Linked DNA regions of Mus musculus: all the other regions are linked to region 2. Evidence: chromatin contacts called from public Hi-C and HiChIP or PLAC-seq data. All regions are on one chromosome and are shown on one strand. The core of a region is the stretch at or near the end of the contact, and the rest is flanking DNA. Distances in the headings are between cores, read along the strand shown.

Region 1 (4,121 bases), core at 1,486-3,985, 300 kb before region 2:
ACATATACACACACATACTACAAACATACACACAAACATATACATACATACACATACATCTTTACACACATATGTACAAACACACACCAAACACATCCACCACAATAAATATTTTAAGTTGAAAAGTAAAGAAAAAAAAGAACAAATTAATCAAACAAATATTTCTTCACTCTGTCCAAAAAAACCACTTCTGCAATATTAGCCTGACAGCTATGTGGAAGTCGAGGACTCTGGAAGGAAGCAGGCTTCAAGGTTTTGCTATCCCCTACTGCTGTCCCCAAACTGCCTACACACACACTTCTTTGCCTACAGAAGACTCCCTCCCCATGACTTCCAGGAGTTTCAAAGACCCCACACTTCACTAGAGCAGGTGGCTTCGTGAAACAGTGGGTGGCATGTCAGGGCTGGGTTGGGTTCTGGTGCGAACATAGTGTGTGCTCTGAGATCTAGACTTACATCAACTCTAGCACCCTTCTCAGTAGCCCCCATCATGTGCCCAAGACACCACTCTTCCTAAGGACAGCCAAGTGTCTTGAGTTCTGAGGTCAGCCTTGGAATCCATGTTAAAAGGGATTGGAGTAGAGAAGATGGCCCAACGGCTAAATCCCTTGCTGCACAAGTAAGAGAGGCTCCTGATTTTGGATCCCCACAACTCAAAACAATGCTGGGGGTGGGGGTGGGGTGTTGGACCTGCCATGACTGAAGCAGACCAGGATCCCTGTAGCTATCAGGTTAGTGAAACTATAAGACTCTGGTGAGCCTTAGCTTACTGAGTGAACCCCTGAGTGAACCCTGCAGAGCCGGGAACTGATACAAAAAGCAAGAGGAATTTATTGTTCCAGTGAACTGGGGTCATCCCAGACCCGAAGGAGAGGCGGCGACCCCCAGCGGCCTGTTCAGCCAGTTTTTATATGGTTTCCAGGGGCAGAATAGAGCATCAGCAACTAGGCATGACATGATTGGTGGAACAGTGCGTCCTTTAAGCTGACTAGTCTTTAGGGAATGAGGCAGTAAGAGTTTACTCAGCCTCTTCCTTTGGGCCTATGTGCTCTCTGACCCGTCTCTTCCAGGAGGGGAGGGGTCCGATGGAATTTTCCAACAGCTCTGAGTTGACCTCTTCAAAACCATTTGATCAGCAAGCTCTGGGTTTGACTGACAAACCCTGCCTCCAATGGAGGTGAAAGGCTGATAAAAGATTCCTGACATCAACCTTGGGCCTCCACACACACATGCACACATTGGCGTACACACCCATGTGAGCATGCATACACACATTTACACGCACATGCAAAGAGGTAATAAAAAGGCTGGTACTGATCATTCTAGTCATGAGGAGAGGAGAGAGGTGGATCCAGGCCATTAAGAGACCCTGTCTCAATTAAAAACAACAACAAAAAGCAACACCTGAAGGACAATATCATACCATCTAGCTTCCATATGTACATTACCACATACAACACCCTTCCAGCACACACTGATAATGGGATTCCTTGACTAATAGAATCATCAAACTACTTAAGATAGACAGTGAGATATAACGGTATAGATAATTGGTTAAAAAAAAAATTCTGCCCTTTGTTCTCTTTGTGGCTGCTTTAAATGAGTTTAAAAACAGGATTTAACAGCTATTGATTCTTACCAACCTAGGCCTTCCTACCTCACGGCCATAATAAAACACCTCCCTATTTATTTTCTGGTTCGTCATTATCACTATCTGTAGGCACATCATTCGTACACATCCCTGTCTCAGTTTGTCCGTTTCTTCCATTAAGATGGAAGGTCATAAGGGCAGAACCCTCTCCTACTAGATCCCCAGTGATGAGAGGCTAGGTTGGCATACAGTCGGCGCCTAATACCTGTTTGTCGAATTAATAATTAAGAGATTACCCAGAACTGGAAATCTCACAAGATCTCATGAATTCTTCAGGGACCATCGCTTGACTTTTTTTTCCACTTACTTCCTTGCGACCCACTGTGGTTCTTGGCACTTAGTAGGACCTCAGTAAATACAGTCATTGAGTTGAATGTCACGAAGGAGCCTTCAGGGATGCCATGTCCTACTTTTAAAAAGCTCTTTAGGAGAGGACAAAGGCATAGAAGATACTGTCGGGGACCCAGGATTCCAGCTTGGCAGGATAGAGACAAAGAGTTCAATGGGTTCATTTGCATTTTGTTTTGCATAAATATGCAAGCTGAGTGGCTGAGCCCGAGTCTCCAAAGATGTCAAATGGCAACTGGCTGTGTTTTCAAATAGGATATTCAGTTCTTATTACACAGAGGATTCCCACCCCAAAGAGGTTGCTACTTCTGTCCTTGTTTTGGTGAGACACCACCCCTACCCTCCCACCCCCTCACCCCCCCACCCCCGATCTCCTCTAAACCAGTGTCCCTAGAGAGAGCTTTTCCTGTTGCTGACCATCTCCCCACACTCACTCCCTGCAGAAACCTCCGCCAGCCGGTTTAAGGTGTGGTGGACTCTAGAGAGGGCCCTGTTGACAGAGCTTAAAACAACCTCCCTTTTCACCCTTAGGCTCCACAGACGCAAAGAGCCAAGTTGGGACAGCGACTTTGTCCTGGCTGAGGCTGCAGGTGCAGGAGTTTCAAAAACACAAAATGACGCTTAAATAAAAAAAAAACAAAAAAAAACAAAACAAAACAAAACCCCTCCTCTTTACTGAAGCAGGTCCCAGTGCTGGGAAGCTTGGGGTTTCCCCCCTTCAGTTAATCCAGTCGCCCTGATTTGCATGGGATTTGCATAAACAGCACGTCGTATTCAAATAGCCCTCACTTCAAGGGCCAAGATTAAGGTTGAGGATTTGTCCCACCCGCAGTAGTTTTGTTCAACCTCTACTGCTTAGAAGCTCGGACACCTAAAATAGCTCTTTATATACTGGTCCAAGTGAAAAAGATACATAAGAGGGGATGCAGAGCCCTGGCAGAGAGGCGGGCCTATCCACCGCCCCAGTCTCGCTCTCTCCCAGGACGGGAAGTGGAACGCAAAGTTATTTTCAGACCACTCCCAGTTCTGGAATTCTCTATAAATCTCTGCTGGATGCCAGGTACCTAAGGGTAGGCCTCTCACCAAATACTGGGAGGATGCTACAAGCAAGATACAGTAGGAGCCAGAGTTAGCTTGTGCTAATATTTGTTGAAGGTGTTTCTAAGGCACTGACGAAGAAAGCAGATGAGACCAGACTAGGTAGAACTGGGCAGAGAGAAGAATGTCTGTCCAATTCCTAACTAATGTTGCAACCCTTTAATACAGTTTCCCCCAATCATAAAATTATTTTTGTTGCTACTTCATAACTGTAATTTCACTACTGTTATGAATCGCAATGTAAAGAACTGATTTGCAGGATAGTTGATATCCAACCCCTGTCATTTGATTTCAAGGTAGTCGCAGCGCACAGGATGAGAAACACCAGATAGATAGTGACCAGCCCTTTATGGAATGCATGGGTCATAGGAGATCCCTTTCCGTCCAGACCTGACAGGAGGCTAGACTGGAGAGAGAGGGAAGGGACAGATCCTAAGACCCTTGGAGCCTGGTTGGCTTCTGAAACTGCCCATCTCTGCTCCTTTACCAAACTACCTGGGTCATTTCCCTGTATCTGGGCTTTGTGATGAAGAGGGCAGAAAACCAGAGCATGATGATACACTGGTAAACTCAGAATTTGGGTCTAGTGCCAATTCCAACTCTTGAAAGCTGAGAACTCTACGCCAGTATTAAACTCCTTCGTTTGTTTTATATTCCTCATGAAGCTTAGACTTTTAACACTAGTTTAGTGGATCAACTCTAGAACCCTGATGCTTGGGAGGACTTGATGGCTGAGAGTACAGCCAGGATGAAGAGTATGAACTTGAAACAGTGAGTCTTCATCTCAGAAGACAAAGCAAAATTCTGTGTGGGTTACCCTTGTAAGCCAGTCAAGAATGAGAAAGAACATCACTTGATGCTAAGGGAGGCTGGAGGGAAGCAGGGTTTACCGCTCTGGTTTTAAAGCATCCGGGTCCACAGTTTTATATTTATGTCTGGACTCTCCTAACACATCTTAGGACTGATTTGGTTTTCATCTTTTCTTTCCCATTGTCTTTCACAGGAGTTGAGACACAAGGCACTA
Region 2 (4,220 bases), core at 1,355-3,854:
AAATCCTTAGAAATCAGAGCTCTATTTCCCACAGTCTTTTTTAGGGAGAAATGGTACACTTGTCTAAAATGTATGAGTCTATCTAAAGATGTTGCCACTTATGTGACTCACTCTTATCAACCGATATTGAAATGCAAGTGAAACTGGAATATTCTGGATTTGTAGGGAAGTGGGCTCTACCATGGGCAGAATCTAATCAAAGGGCCTCTACTCAAATACAACTTAGTGTGGTTGGGCAACCGGGAACTCCACGAGTTCAGAAACAGACCTCTTTGGGGGTGATGCAGATGGGGGGACGGGAGGGGGCAGCCAGCAAGTACAGCAAGCTCCAGGTAGGATCTCACAAAGACACTGGCAGAGTACCGGGAATTCCACTTAGGACCATGTCACAGGATAAGTAAGTTCCCAACACTCAGGTTTTCAAGTTTTCTTTCTATTCCAGTGGCAGTAGGTGGGCATTAAAGACCCCAGGGTTTGCTTTAGGACAACTGCTGAGAAAATGATAACCTTAGGAAGTCCTTAGGGGTATTTCTGTCTGGTCCCCCAAATCAGAGAACAAGATGAGTATCTTAAAAACAGCCACACGTTTCTGCCCTCTGAAAACCACCAACAGACACGTTGTTTTCAGACTCTGTATTTATCAATGTAAATAACTTTGAGAATACTCCAGAGTTTCTAATCTGGTTTCCTTAGTTCATCTGGTCTACCTGGGGACACTGAAGAAGTATATGTGGCTAGGCACAGGAACCATGGCTTCTAGGAAGAAGAGCTATCCCCTCCCCTCCTCTCAGGTTCTCCTGCTGCACAGAGAGAGAGCTAGGCACCTCCCATATTTCCTGTAGAGTAGAGAAGAGAAGGGAAGGATCCACTGTGAAATATGAGACCCTTCCAGAGATAAATGCAAGGGTAGGCAAACCCAGTGAAGTAGCACAAGAATCTAAGAGTGCTGAAAGAGTCGGGCAGAGGGAGCACTGTGGGTGACTGCCAATCTTTCAAGTCTTCCCTGCCCCTCTCAGAGGATAAGTAGGGTGATTTACTTTCTGGGTTGTAAGCAGAGTGGAGGAGGGTGGGAGAGCTTCTATGCCAGATGATTCTGGAAGCAGCCTGCCCTCACCACCCAGGCCATCCCAGGGCAGATGACAGACGGTATGAGCTGTTGGGAGCTGTGAGGTGTTCAGCTCCTACGCCAGTCTTCTCCAGAAGGGGCTGAATTTGGGTGCCTATGTTCACAGTTTCCTTCGTGTGGACATAGTCCAGATGCCATAAAGGTTAGCCATAGTGTGGGCAGGTGTCATTCACTCAATAGCCCAAGAGCCTGCTGTCAACCAGACATTGGGGACACAATGTGGACTAAACCCAGTCACCTCCCCAGCATAGTGGTGGGGACCGATGTTGACTAAGCAAACATAATAAATATAGAAGTCCAAATTGGGATGCTCTTTCCAACTGTTGGCAATCTGCAGTATAAGGTAGCCAACAAACTCAAGACAGCCATGATGGAGCTGGACCCTGCCAAAGAAACTCTTGATCTGCCCTTGACTCTGGATAAGTTAAGCCTCTTTCTCGGCTACAAAATGGGTCACCAAAGAGACACACATTTCAGGAATTAGCTAACTGAAAAACCTCGATAACAGCTAGCTTGTGTTAGCAGAAGGAACTTCTGGACGTTAAGATGTTAAGTTGTTGAGGCTCAGAATGTCTCTTAGCACAGTCTAGAGACCCCCCACTCATCTCTTCCCCAGCAGCCAGACCTGGGCTTTCCTCATCTCTCAGGAGACTCTGATAGACTTCTTCCAGCTGACTCCAGCCAGAACCTCTGAGCACTGCCATTATTACAGTCCTGGGTCTCTTTAAGCAGCCACTGCCAGCACTGTGGGGGATTCGTGGTGATTCAGCCCTGGCCCAGTGAGCTGGACACACAATCGCTCAGCCAGGATATGGCCATGAGCCCACAAGCCGCTGCGAGGAGACAAAGCTGTTCTTGGGCCTTCTAAAGTTCCCCCTGACCCCTGCTGTGTTCGATGGGCAGGCATATTCTGTCCAGCCTCTATCCCCAAGGTGGACTAAGGCTGGCTTCACTCTCTTGGGGGCTTGAAGGCAAGACAATTGTTCCAGCAGAGAAATCAGACAACTGACAGAAAACAAAAACAAAAAAGAAAAAAGAAAGAAAACCAAGCATGTTTCCATCTCCCTTCACGAAGCTTATCTGTGCGGAGGCCCCGTCTCTGCTCATGTCCTCTTTGGATGGGGAGGAGGGGCAGCAAAGGGGCTTTATCAGACTCATTCAAATGTGCTGCTGGTCCTGGGAGCTCAGGAATACGGCTTTGAGGGCTGCCTGGCCAGTTTCCATCCTGTTTCCAAGCAACCTGACATGCAATCCATCCATCGGAACCTTATCACGGAGTCAGTGAGCCGGAAGGCGCTGAAGAGCTCTCTGCCCGGACTCCCTACACCAAAGCCTGAGGGGAGACTCCTGGAGATTGGAAAAGAAGGTACAGTCTTTGCCCAGGGCTCACAGTGACCCCAAGAATTAGAGAGTAAGACCAGGACTGGTGGTGCAGGCCAAGGGTCCTGGACGCTCAGGACGCTGTAGCACAGAGATCAAAAGATCAAGGTCTCTCTGGGCTGGAGTGAATTCAAGGCCAACCTGGGAACTTAGTGTGACCCTGTCCCAGGGACTGAAAATGGAAACTGGGCAGTAGCTAAGTGAGGAGAGGTTGTCTGGCATATGGTGAGCCCTACATTCAACCCCAGGTAATGGGAGAATGACACAAAAAAACAGGGAGAGAGGGCTGAAGGAGGGAGGGGGAAAGAGAGAGAGAGAGAGAAGGAAGGAGGGAAGAGAAAGAGAGGGAGAGAGGAAGGGGAGAGAGAGAGGAGGGAGAGAGAAGGAGGGGAAGAAGAGAGGAAATGGAGGGAGGGAAGGAAGGAGGGAGGGGACCTAGATTTGAGCAGAGCTGAGGCCAGGTAGCTCACTTCAGGACCCTGCCCACTTATTCGCCTTCTTGTTTCCCGGTGCAGTTCACACAAGGGTCTTGTAAGAATATGCTCTGGGAAGGAAGAGCAAGCATGTTAGATCTCCTTTTGCCTCTCTTGTAGCTATGACCACCCTTAAAATGCACAGGCAAAGATCTAACAGTGTTCCTTCAGTTTCCCCAAAGCAGAAAGCAAAGGGGTCCTTCACCTGTGTCTGTCACCAAGGCTACTTCTCATTTTGCTTGAAACGGCTGCAGTTCAAGACCTGTTGACATCCCATGTGCTGAAGCCCCTGAGCACAGTGCTGGCAGTGGCTGCTTTAAGAGTCCCAGGGTTGTAATAATGGCAGTGATCAGAGGTTTGGGCTGGAGTCAGCTGTGAACTCAGAGTCACAGTGTTCCAAGCCTGCTTCTCAGGAGGACCTTAGACAGAAAAGCCTGCCCTAAAAGTCAAACTGCACTAAACACCAACTGAGGATGGTTATTACTGTATATACACCACACAGCACCAATTCTGACTCGAAAATAAAGTGCACAGCATCCCCTTTTCTGATGAAAACTACACACATCTATACTCACAATGGCACAGAGATGCTATGAAAGAAATGGACAGCGTTTTGTTTTGAGTATGTGACACTTATTTTTTTAAATTTGAGAAAAAAATGAAAGCTCCCTCCTTTAGGATACAAAACGTGAGTTCAAAGAGCCAAGCAAGGCAATAACTGACCTCCTCTGGGTCCTTCCCCAGGAAGATGCTTGACCAAAAGGCCACTGAACACTGGCCAAGAATGGGCGCCACAGCTGGGCAGTGGGCCCCACCCAGAGGGCAGCCCACCCCCTCCCTTTACACCACAAGACACACAGGCCAAGGGCCAATGATCCCCAGGCATGAAACCAAATGAACAAAGAGGTTACACAACTCCGTAATCACATGAGAGCCAAGATGGGACCTGACATCATAAGACCACCAAAGTCTCCCCAGCCTTTAGTGTGAGCTCATAGGATAAATAAACAACCGTGATTAATCAGATTATAAATATATAACAATAAACAGCATAAACATAATAATCAACTTCTCAGAACCATACTTGAGTCCATAAAGTTAGCTTTCTGCCAACATACAAAGGGGCAAGAGGCTCAGGGGGACCTATGAATCCTTTTCTACTTTCTGGAACCCATTGCATGTCACCCAAGATTAATACACCTGTGGCCATGGCCCTGCAAGGTCAGCTTGGTGAAACTGAA
Region 3 (4,290 bases), core at 1,525-4,024, 410 kb before region 2:
ACACACACAAACACACATCTGCACCACACACACATACACATACATGTACACACACAAACACACATCTGCACCACACACACATACACATACATGTACACACACAAACACACATCTGCACCACACACATACATGTACACACACACACCTGCACCACACACTTACACATACATGTACACACACAAACACACATCTGCACCACACACATACACATACATGCACACCTGCAACACACATACATGGACACATACATACACACACCTGCACCACACACACATACACATACATGTACAAACACATGCACACCTGTACCACACATTCATACATACACACATACCTGCACCACACACACATACACACACACACACACACACACACACACACACACACACACATATATATATATATATATATATATATATATATACACACACACACACACACACACACACACATATACACACACCTGTACCACACACAGGAGGCATACATATACACACCTGGACCACACACACATACATATACACACACCTAGACCACACACACACACACACACCTATGCCACACATACACATGCATGTACACACACATACTCACACACCTGTACCACACACACACATGCACACATCTGCACCACACACATACACATGCATGTACACACACACATACTCACACACCTGTACCACACACACACATGCACACATCTGCACCACACACATACACATGCATGTACACACACACATACTCACACACCTGTACCACACACACACATGCACACATCTGCACCACACGCATACACATGCATGTGTATACAGACACACACACACACACCTGTACCACACACACACACCTATGCCACACGTACACATGCATGTACCCACATACTCACACACCTGTTACACACACACATGCACACATCTACACCACACACATACACATGCATGTACACACACGCATAAGACACCCCCAAAATACTTTTTGCTTCCAAGACCAGAAATCTGATTCACATGTATGACCCATATGTATACATGTTCAGATGCTGCAGTAGCTCAACATGCTGACTACTGTATCTAAAGCTATGACACTGGCATTAACCCCAGCCACTCATCAGTTCTAAGTTCCTTTCCCACCTGACCACTGCCTGCAGCCCCACCCCAGAACCTGGAAACTTCACAGCTGGATGAGGGGTCCAGCCATCTCCACCCACAGCTCTGCATTCTGCAATCTCTCCCTTCCCACACCAACCCACTCTCTGCCCCAAGCAAGAAGGCTATGCAAACGAAAGACAGGGCCTAGGAAACGCAGGTCCCAGTGACTCAGATGCCAACTCAAGGCCATACCTCTATGACCTGTAGACTTCCCATAATTCACCCTCTTCCTGATAGCAGCTGTCAGGGAGAATGACTGGCCTATCCTCTGCTGACCACAAATGTCCTGCATACCTGTCTTGAGTAGTAAGCCATTGTTTCCCAGATCCAAAACTTCCCAGACTCCCCTTTGGAGTACTAGGGGGAATTCTGAGCAGTGTTATTTTTCCTTGGTTGGCTGTTTTCTGATCAATTCTGACAACAAGGGACTGGGTAGTCACAGCGGGTGGAGATTGAAGGCAGGACAGGGGAGACCAGGGAAAGGCCCCTCTAGTTAAAGCTCTTGCTGGGCAAATGTTACCCAGAGTTTGCATACCCAGATCTACTGAAATGCTAGGATGTATGGTCCTCTCGAAGTCCCATTTTTACAAGGGGGTCGGGAGATCCTCAGAGCAAGCAGACAAATAAGATCTAACATATCAGGAAGCTCTGGGCTTTCCTGGGAGACTCTGCCTCAATGAATAAGGTAGACAGGAGGCAGAGGGTGATTCCCAACACCAACCTCAGGCCCTCTAACATGTGCATGTGCTCATGCATGTACATAAGCGAGCCCACATCCATGCAAAAGGATGTATACACAGGAACAATGCCTACACGTGAAAGACGAAGGAAGACATAGAATGCAGAAGGAAGAGTGTATTCCCTTCTCGACGTTTCCTTAGCAGTCCTACTGGCAACTCCTAAGCCCAGAACGTCGCCCCACGACAATAGGCAGAAGAAGCCTCCATCTCCCCGCACCATCTTCACGGTGATTTCTCAGAGTGGGGAGGGAGGGTTACAAGCTCCAGAGAGCAAGTGACTTCTGCCTCACAGGTGAGAACCACAGCTCTGAACCTCCCTCCAAAGCCCCAAGAGATGACACCAGCGGTCATGCAGATGGCCTCTCCACATCCCCGGAAATGTCTCCCCCAGGGATGTAGGAACTTTCCTAGGATGGTGTAGTTCCCAAGATCCCCAATGGCTCCTCTTGCTCCGTGGTTCTAGTGTGAAGTTCTCCCTGCAGTAGCCACCTCTGTGATCCCGTTGCTACCAGTTCAGTCTCTCAGCCAGCCAGCACTCCAACCAATTCCCTCCACCAAGCTCTCACTAATGAAATGATTAGAGTTGGTTTGGGTTTTACTGCCTGAACCCCTCCACTTGTTAGTCTATCTAAAATAGCCTCTTGTGCCTGTCACCTGGCGGAGAAACCTGAGGATGGTCTCACCGTCACCACAGGATCAAGGATCGTCCTGGGTTGGTCTAATTTCCACAGGCCCTGCCTTTACCAATTGCACCAGAGATGCTGTAGATTTGTGAAAGGGTCACACCTTGGCAGGAAGAGGTTTGAATCCGCCACTTCCTGTATTGATAAGAGGACCATCACCTCCTGTGTAGTGTTCATTTTTGATGTTGCAATGGCATGTTGGTCAGTGTCTCTGCTGAGAGATGTGTGTGTTGGGAAAGGTGAAGGAAGGGAAGAAAACAAGGTGAGGATGATGTACAGTGAGACAAAGAGACGAAGAATGCCTTTTTTTATATATATAAAAGACAGTTGGAGTCATGCCAGAGTGTTATATTCCTGTGAAGAATGGCTAGGTCGGGAAGAACCTTGGTGGATTAGCGGAAAGTGGGGGTGGAGAAAGAGGCGGCACCATCATTGGCTAAAATTGGCCCCAGACAGATTTCCTGATTGTTCTGCCAATTGGTTTTGCAATAAATTGGAGGCAATCTGGCAAAACATTCAAGCAGGGCATGGAGAGTGTGCCGGGACCAAAATAAGCAACTGTGAAGAACTTGGCAGCTTCTCATTGGCTGTCTCAGAAGTGAGTAACGAGACACCGAGTTGAGAGCTACTTCTCTTGCATGCTTGATATGCTGAAAATTATAAGATGACAAGCTTTGTCCGTAAAAATGAGAGAGACATCTACTAGCTTTGTAGAGAAATGTGACCTGTATGACAGACGCACTTTCAGTGGTGAATGAGTGAGTTTATGAAGTATCTAGCAAGCAGGAGTAAAAGAGTAAATAACAAAATAGCAGATAGAGAGAAGCGACGTCAAATCATCAGGTCCTCGCAACACCCGGCCGAGAAAACTGGAGTAATCCCAACCAAGAGAGCCAAAAGGTAACCTTGTCAAACGGGCAACTTAGGAAGGTCCAGCAGACGCTGACTTGGGAAACCCCGCTGAACTGGCAAACTAAAGAATCCAGAGAATCCTGGATGGAGAAGGGTGTCCCCTTGGTTGTGTCCCAGTGGAAGAAGAAGTGGTAGGAGAAAGATAACATTATCACATTGATCACTCGACAGTTACCAAGCAGAAGTGGGCTGGGGAGGCTGAGATTGTCAGCTGGAGCCAGCCCCACCTGAGAGAGTCCCAAGCAGAGAGCCCAGTCTATCCTGTCTGTGGCTGAGCTTCTGGCTCCTCTACCCCATTGCAGGCATTTTATAACATACAACAACAGCCACAGCCACTGTTTGCAGTGCTTTTCCTCCTGGCATCTCTCAAAGGCACCGTGTTTCAATAGTCACTGCTTGGTATTTTATTTCTCCTCTTGATTACATAGCCAGGGAGGTAGCCTGACTCAGGACAAGAAGTTTTGAAGAACACTTGATATAAGCATGGTTGGCTCTGAAGGGAGGTGGGGAGAGTCCCCAATTCCTGAGCCATCGTCTCCATCAGCTCAAACAGCATGTGACAGTTTACCAATGTAACATACGTTGCAAATAGGGAGTCCACTTATGAAACACAAGATCTGAACAAAAAGATGGAGAATAAAGTCAAATGTTTACGATGGCATAACATAATGTCAATGTATTGACGTAAAAGGACTTAGCACACAAAATTCTACCTAGCAACTTTTAAATCTGGTAGAAACTAGCAAGGTTTTTTGGGGTTTGATTTTGGTGTTTGTTTGTTTGTTTGTTTGTTTGTTTGTTTTTGTGTGT

Evidence for each region. A called contact is a pair of places that touch in the nucleus more often than the background predicts. HiChIP or PLAC-seq counts read pairs in DNA pulled down with a chosen protein or histone mark.
Region 1: a contact with region 2 is called in an H3K4me3 HiChIP or PLAC-seq map of embryonic forebrain, with 7 times the contacts expected there. The contact joins two enhancer-like sites. A contact is called at or near these places in 1 of 484 Hi-C or Micro-C datasets (embryonic stem cells), 10 of 115 datasets of contacts at active chromatin or transcription factors (the NIH/3T3 cell line, embryonic basal ganglia, embryonic forebrain and 6 more) and 1 of 9 other capture datasets (embryonic stem cells).
Region 3: a contact with region 2 is called in a Hi-C map of liver, with 8 times the contacts expected there. The contact joins two enhancer-like sites. A contact is called at or near these places in 5 of 484 Hi-C or Micro-C datasets (all in liver) and 1 of 115 datasets of contacts at active chromatin or transcription factors (embryonic stem cells).

What each region holds. Positions count from the first base shown.
Region 1 is chr11:112,837,771-112,841,891 of GRCm38.p6, forward strand. No RefSeq gene overlaps it. Among named protein-coding and RNA genes, the nearest start is that of 1700012H19Rik, 15 kb to the left of the region's middle. Within about 2 kb of position 2,736, at least 39 of the 459 cell types and tissues checked have an H3K27ac peak or open chromatin away from gene starts, as enhancers often do. A contact at or near this core is called in embryonic basal ganglia, embryonic forebrain and stem cell-derived neural progenitor cells, where this site is marked.
Region 2 is chr11:113,142,092-113,146,311 of GRCm38.p6, forward strand. The region is part of intron 1 of 2610035D17Rik (RIKEN cDNA 2610035D17 gene); the gene reads right to left. All of the region lies in intron 1 of LOC115487747 (a long non-coding RNA gene), which reads right to left. Among named protein-coding and RNA genes, the nearest start is that of Gm39467, 10 kb to the left of the region's middle. Within about 2 kb of position 2,605, at least 94 of the 459 cell types and tissues checked have an H3K27ac peak or open chromatin away from gene starts, as enhancers often do. A contact at or near this core is called in embryonic basal ganglia, embryonic forebrain, liver and 1 more, where this site is marked.
Region 3 is chr11:112,729,522-112,733,811 of GRCm38.p6, forward strand. No RefSeq gene overlaps it. Among named protein-coding and RNA genes, the nearest start is that of BC006965, 20 kb to the left of the region's middle. Within about 2 kb of position 2,775, at least 5 of the 459 cell types and tissues checked have an H3K27ac peak or open chromatin away from gene starts, as enhancers often do. A contact at or near this core is called in liver, where this site is marked.